Linked DNA regions of Nothobranchius furzeri: region 1 is linked to region 2. The links are chromatin contacts, called in public Micro-C maps. All regions are on one chromosome and are shown on one strand. Each heading gives the region's core, a stretch centred on a gene start, on an enhancer-like site or on the middle of the called end of the contact. The rest is flanking DNA. Distances are from core to core; before and after follow the strand shown.

The links. A called contact is a pair of places that touch in the nucleus more often than the background predicts.
Region 1: a Micro-C map of tail fin shows a contact between it and region 2, with 16 times the contacts expected there. The contact joins the enhancer-like site here to the promoter of LOC107390374 in region 2. A contact is called at or near these places in 2 of 2 Hi-C or Micro-C datasets (skeletal muscle and tail fin).

Annotation. Positions count from the first base shown.
Region 1 is chr15:36,812,724-36,815,574 of NfurGRZ-RIMD1, reverse strand. All of the region lies in intron 4 of LOC107390374 (ankyrin repeat and SAM domain-containing protein 1A), which reads right to left. Among protein-coding and RNA genes, the nearest start is that of LOC107390374, 37 kb to the right of the region's middle. Within about 2 kb of position 1,599, at least 1 of the 3 cell types and tissues checked has an H3K27ac peak or open chromatin away from gene starts, as enhancers often do. A contact at or near this core is called in tail fin, where this site is marked.
Region 2 is chr15:36,776,104-36,778,836 of NfurGRZ-RIMD1, reverse strand. It overlaps LOC107390374 (ankyrin repeat and SAM domain-containing protein 1A), which reads right to left and starts at 1,323. Exons shown (of 28, transcript XM_015967032.3): 1 at 1,062-1,323. The coding sequence starts at 1,231.

The sequences.
Region 1 (2,851 bases), core at 350-2,849, 36 kb before region 2:
TGAATTTGAATTGAATTTGAATCTGACACCACTCTGCAGCCCTCTGCTGGCCAGATACTGCACTTAACAGTTTTGTGGAGCAGGTGGGTGTTCTAGGGCGCGTCCTTATACCTGCATTACGGCTGTTAGCTATTTTCACTTTGATGATCATCAATAAAAAGTACAAGAAGAGCTTTCTGTTGGCATCATGGCTGAGCCTGGATGTAAAAGTAAGAGTAATGTCTTTGGAGGTGAAGCAAAGAGCTAAAACCAGAGTAAACAGCGGCGTGGCCTACACTAGTTTGAAGAAGCTGAAAAAGGCTGATGATTACCTGGCTTTGTTGCTGCTGGACTTGTAAGTAATAATATTGTTTGTCCAACAATGTGGATCTTTTTTATTAGTGGCTTATTTAGTAAGACTTGGCTCATAATAGTGTTTGCTCATTGGTAGCACTGCGGCAGCATTGTTTATGGTAGTTGTAATTCAACTTTCAGCCAGTAGGGCAAAGGAGCAGGAAACTGCTGTGTTCCATTAACCAATGATTTGCATAAGAAGCCAAATAGGACACAAATCATTTCTGCATATGCATACATCTACGTCTTTCATCCACATTATCATAGTCAGTAAACAGTGTCCACATAGTGATCATTTGTCTTGAACAGAAGCATTAAATAATCTCCTGAGATTTGTAATCATCTTAAACATTTTTACCAACATCTGCAAAGCGTTCAGACAAGCCTATAAAACAGCAACTAAAAGCAGTAATTAGAACATAAACTCACTGAGTGGTGCTTATTGGATCCAACAGGCCACGTGCAAGTAAAAATATCAATGCTGATTAGAGATGGGAACATCCAACCCTTCTGCTGAGCTCTACCACGAGTGGCCAGGAGGGGGCAAGCATGACCAGAAGGAGGTCACAGACAGGGACAACTAGGACAGCTGAACAAGCTTTTCCGGTCATGTAGGAAGGGAACATGAATAACTAATGAGAACAACAATCACTGCTATCAATTAAGAGGTGTGAGGATATGGAAAAGGTACATTTCATTTCTCTCTCTCTCTCTCACACACACACACACACACACACACACACACACACACACACACACACACACACACACACACCCTACAAAAGGGCTGACAGATGGTGTGGGGAGATCTGAATGATGCCAGGGTGGGTCACTCCCACTGGAGCATGCCAGCTGTGCCACCATTAATGGGTTACACTCTGGCTGGTGAGGGGGCGGAGCTTACAAGGCAGACAGGTGTCTTTAACCCCTTCACTGCGAATATCACAAAGACCTGAAACCAGATGGAGTCAGCGTGTCGCCGCTGTGTTGTCATGGGAGAAATCTGCTTGAAGCAGAGATAAACAACAACAGCTGCCTATCCAACGAAGGAATAAGGACAAATGCTTTCCTTGGGATGACATAAGGACACCTTTGTTTTTCCTACCTGGGTGGTTGGATCAGTTAGGTTCACTAGAACCTCCTTTGGCTCAAAACATCCACACATCTACAGAAATCATTTAAGGACACATGAAATGAGCACAGCCCTTTATCTGTGACACATCGCCGAGCATTCGTCACAGCTTACTGAAGAGATTCACTCTGAGGTTTTTAGTCAGCTTCATCCAGACGAACTGGGATGTTTGGATTACATCAGGATGATTCACTTCCTGCGACTCTTCTGCCTCAGTACTAATGCAAGTCTACCATATAAAGTTTCCTTTTTCTGGACCTTTTCCACTTATTTGATAGGAATAAATACAAATTAAATGCAAGAAAAAATTTGTTTTAACTAAGACAATAAAACATCGAGTCGTTAGGACTCAAATGTTTTGTTAAAGAAGAAAATGCCACAAAAGTACACATATCATCCACCTGAGTTTTTGAACCATATCAACACAATCGGAGCAGAGCAGCGATGTGTGATCCAGTCCAGCAGCTGATCACATTAAACATGGCTGACCAGTCCTGTTACTCACTGATGGGAAACGAGCAGCACTCAGCTTTGCCTCCTTACATGCGAGCAATGTTAAGCCTGTTTTTCACACAAAGGCCCTTCCACTGAAGGGTTGAATTCCCCCCAAACGCATGCAGCAGGACTGTGACGTGTGTGAGCGTGATAATTATGACACAGGCTGACAATTAGCAGCATAATTTAACAAAAAACCAGCGTTTTTCTGAGGATGATGTCATCTATTCTGTTGTAATATAAACAAATCAGTGATGGGGAGCCATACTGACTAAGCTAACAGCTCAATGTTATAGTGCCTAATTTCCTTGCCTACAGTTAATTGTGACATCATGGTGTTGTCATTTGTGCAACAATGAATATCGATGTAGGTGGAACTCGTTAAAATGAAAGCTAAGCCATCGTTGTTGCATTTGAAAATCTCCACCTGAGGACTGATTTAAAATCTTGTTTCATATGGATGAATTCAATCTTTCGCACCCAATTCCAAACATTTAAATATCACATGATATGGCCTCGTTTCCGACCACATGATCCGATAGGAGCATCTAGGGATGCACCGATACCGATACTGATATCGGTACCGAAGCGATACCAATGCCAGTATCGGCAAAAGTTAACCGATACCAGGAACCGATACCAATGCAGTTGCTTGAAAAAGGCTTCACTGTAACTTGTCATTTCTGTTCACCTAATATTTTAGTTTTGTGATAATTTCCATTCATATATTTTACTTTTTATCTACCTCACGGTCTTTTCCTGTTGAAAGCAGAGATGAAAATAAAATCTGTATTCCAAATCATTGCCTTTTTTGTATGGTAGAAGTATCGGTATTGGCGAGTACTCAGATCCTAGTATCGGTATCGCATCGGTTTGGAAAAAAGTGGTATC
Region 2 (2,733 bases), core at 74-2,573:
CCCTGTGGTCAATACTCTTGATAGTCTCACCAGCTGCCCACTGAGATCAGGAGTCCACGGGAAGCAGGTTTTTACCAGCAGTATAATCATTTCCTGCACGGCCTAGCCAATTATTTCCCAGAGTTCCCGTTGCCAAACACTGATTGCTCAAGTAGATGACACAATGGGCACGTCAGGCTGCCTCCAAACCTGAGAGTGAAACTGTGAGCCAGCATCGACTGCACGGTGTGTCTGAATTGGATATTCGATTAGATGGGTTTAATGTGATTACACCGAGCACACTTGGCAGTGTGTGCTAAGTAACGCTGTAGTGCAGCACATGGAGCCCTCAGATGGAGGTGGCAGGCACCAGGACTCCCACTGGGACAAGGTGTGGCAAAGGTTCACCTGTGTGGCGCTCTGGGTTGTGTTTCTCACCTCCAATCAAATGGGTTTTTTTTAGCTTACTGTCTGGAATAACTATATAAAAATACTCTTGCTTTGATAATACAGATGTGTAGGGCTGAAAGACAAAATACATCTCCTCTGTAGCTGTAAACTCATAACTTAGATAACATCTGTAGGACAAAATGAAACTCATCCCATTCATCAGCTCTAATAAAAACCCAGCATCTGCTGGATGATGGAACAGTGAGTCAGTAGTACCAACATCTCTTCTGTCTATCAGGCCTCCACGTCAGACTGTCTGCACGCAGCATGCTTGGTTTACGGATTATTGATGAGAATATTAATAAAATACACTTAAAATCAACAGATGAGCGGAACCTTCCCAGCAGCTTTTATGGAAGTGGCAGAACCACATCAGAGGTGAGCTCCCACTGAGGACTTCCGGTCATTGAGCTCGCCATTAAAAAGGAAACTCTGCTTTAGAATAATTGCTGAATGTTGCATTTGAAGTTGCCTTTTATGGACATTAGAGGAACACCAGGGGTCTGGGCTGAACAAAGGAGCATGCTGCTGCTGCTAGGTCGGGCTGTGGTGGAGCTAAACACGCATCTCCTGGAGATTAGATGGTGTGTTTGACAGGAACACACCAGAGCCGCCGGCTGGCTGCTTCCTACCTGAGGAGGCTGGAGAGCGGGTGAGAGGAGGCGCCGTGGCCGCCGCCGGTGCCGCTTCCAGCGGTCCCAGACGAGCCGCCGGTGGACTGTCGCTTCCCGGACAAAAGCTTCTCCACCGCGGCCAGGTTCCCGGTGCGCGCCGCGTCTAGGAGCTCCTGCTCCTTCCCCATTGCTAATCCCAGGGAAAATATCCGAGGCGCGGGGGGATACAGGGGGGGAGGGAAGGGGGGAGATTGGTTATGGGGGGTGAAATTCCTCTGCGACCCGCTCCTTCTCCCAGACTCAAGTTATTCCTCGGAACGGCGAAACCAAACAAAAGCCTCTTCCTCCGCCGCTGGATCTGTCCCGATCCACGATGCTTCCGCTGCTCGCGAGAGGGAAAAGTTTCGCTCAGCAGCACGGAGCCATTACCGGGCAAACTTCCTCTGACCAGCCTTCCGAGCGTCGTCCGTCACTTCCTCGAAACAGCCCTTTCTTTCTGCATCTCCACTGAAACCCTTCAGACTCACGCGCACACACACTTTCACACACACACGGGCTAGCCCAGCCACCGCCGCCCCGAGCTGACTCACACACAAGCTGGATGTGCCTAAGCAAGATGGCGGCGGGTCACAGCGGGTGATTTAGTCCCATCCGGCGCTTTGCTGCTCTGCGTCAGCGCCACAGAACACATCTAAACCCCTTGATGTGGTTTTCGCTCGTCACTCTTGGGTGACTTATTTAGAGATTTTATCAAACCCAAAGGATCGTGAATGTATATTCTTTACTTTATAGTATAGCAGCGGTAAGTGTGGAGGACTTAACTGGCAGATTGCACATACTTCTACTCTACCAAGGAGTGTTTGTGCCACTGCAGAGGAGGAAGAGGCAGGCCATCCTATTCATCTATGCAGAGAAAAATCGTCTTGCTTCTGCCACGGTCGGACTATCTATATTTCTAGGCAAGGAAGTGTGGTGATTAAAGCTGAAATGTACAGAAAAAAAGATCACAGAAAGCTTATTCATGCGTGAGTTGGTGTCAGACGTCCTGTCCCTAAACTGTGAAATATGACATTAAACTGAAACCAGGTGTCCAATGATTCCCTTTCAAAACTCCCAGGAGGATCCCATTACTCCTGATGGACAAAGTTCAACAGAAGATCATTTGCTTGGAGGGATCAGCTGAATGAAGCCATAAGGGTTAAAAGTGTTAAGGTAAGGTGGCGGTGTTGCCAAAGAAGGCAGATGGGTAAAATATGTAAACTTCACACACTTCAGTTGGTTTTTTGGAGAGAGGAGTCTTTTTTTTTTTTTTTTTGCAATCAATGGAGGATATTCAGCAGGTTTGCTTCAAGAGGCATGCCCTTTGGGATGCATCCAGCTCCAGCCTCAGAGCCCGTTAAAAGCAGAATGGGTCTCAGAGGCATGGGGGGTAGTCTGACACATGGGTGAGGCTGCTGCACCAATCAAGGGTTGGCAGACTCAGAGGAAAATCACAGTTGCTGTGTGCATGTTCTCCCTTGTGCACAAGGGTCAATAACATTCTTTTTACCAAGGCATGCAGATGCATCATCATGTGGATCGGGTTATGAGCTGATCCAGCAAAAGGATGAGGAGTGGAGACCCTTAACATGTCAAGATCTCTCACACAAACAGAGCGAAAATGTCCACAGGTAGAGAAGGAAGCCTTAAG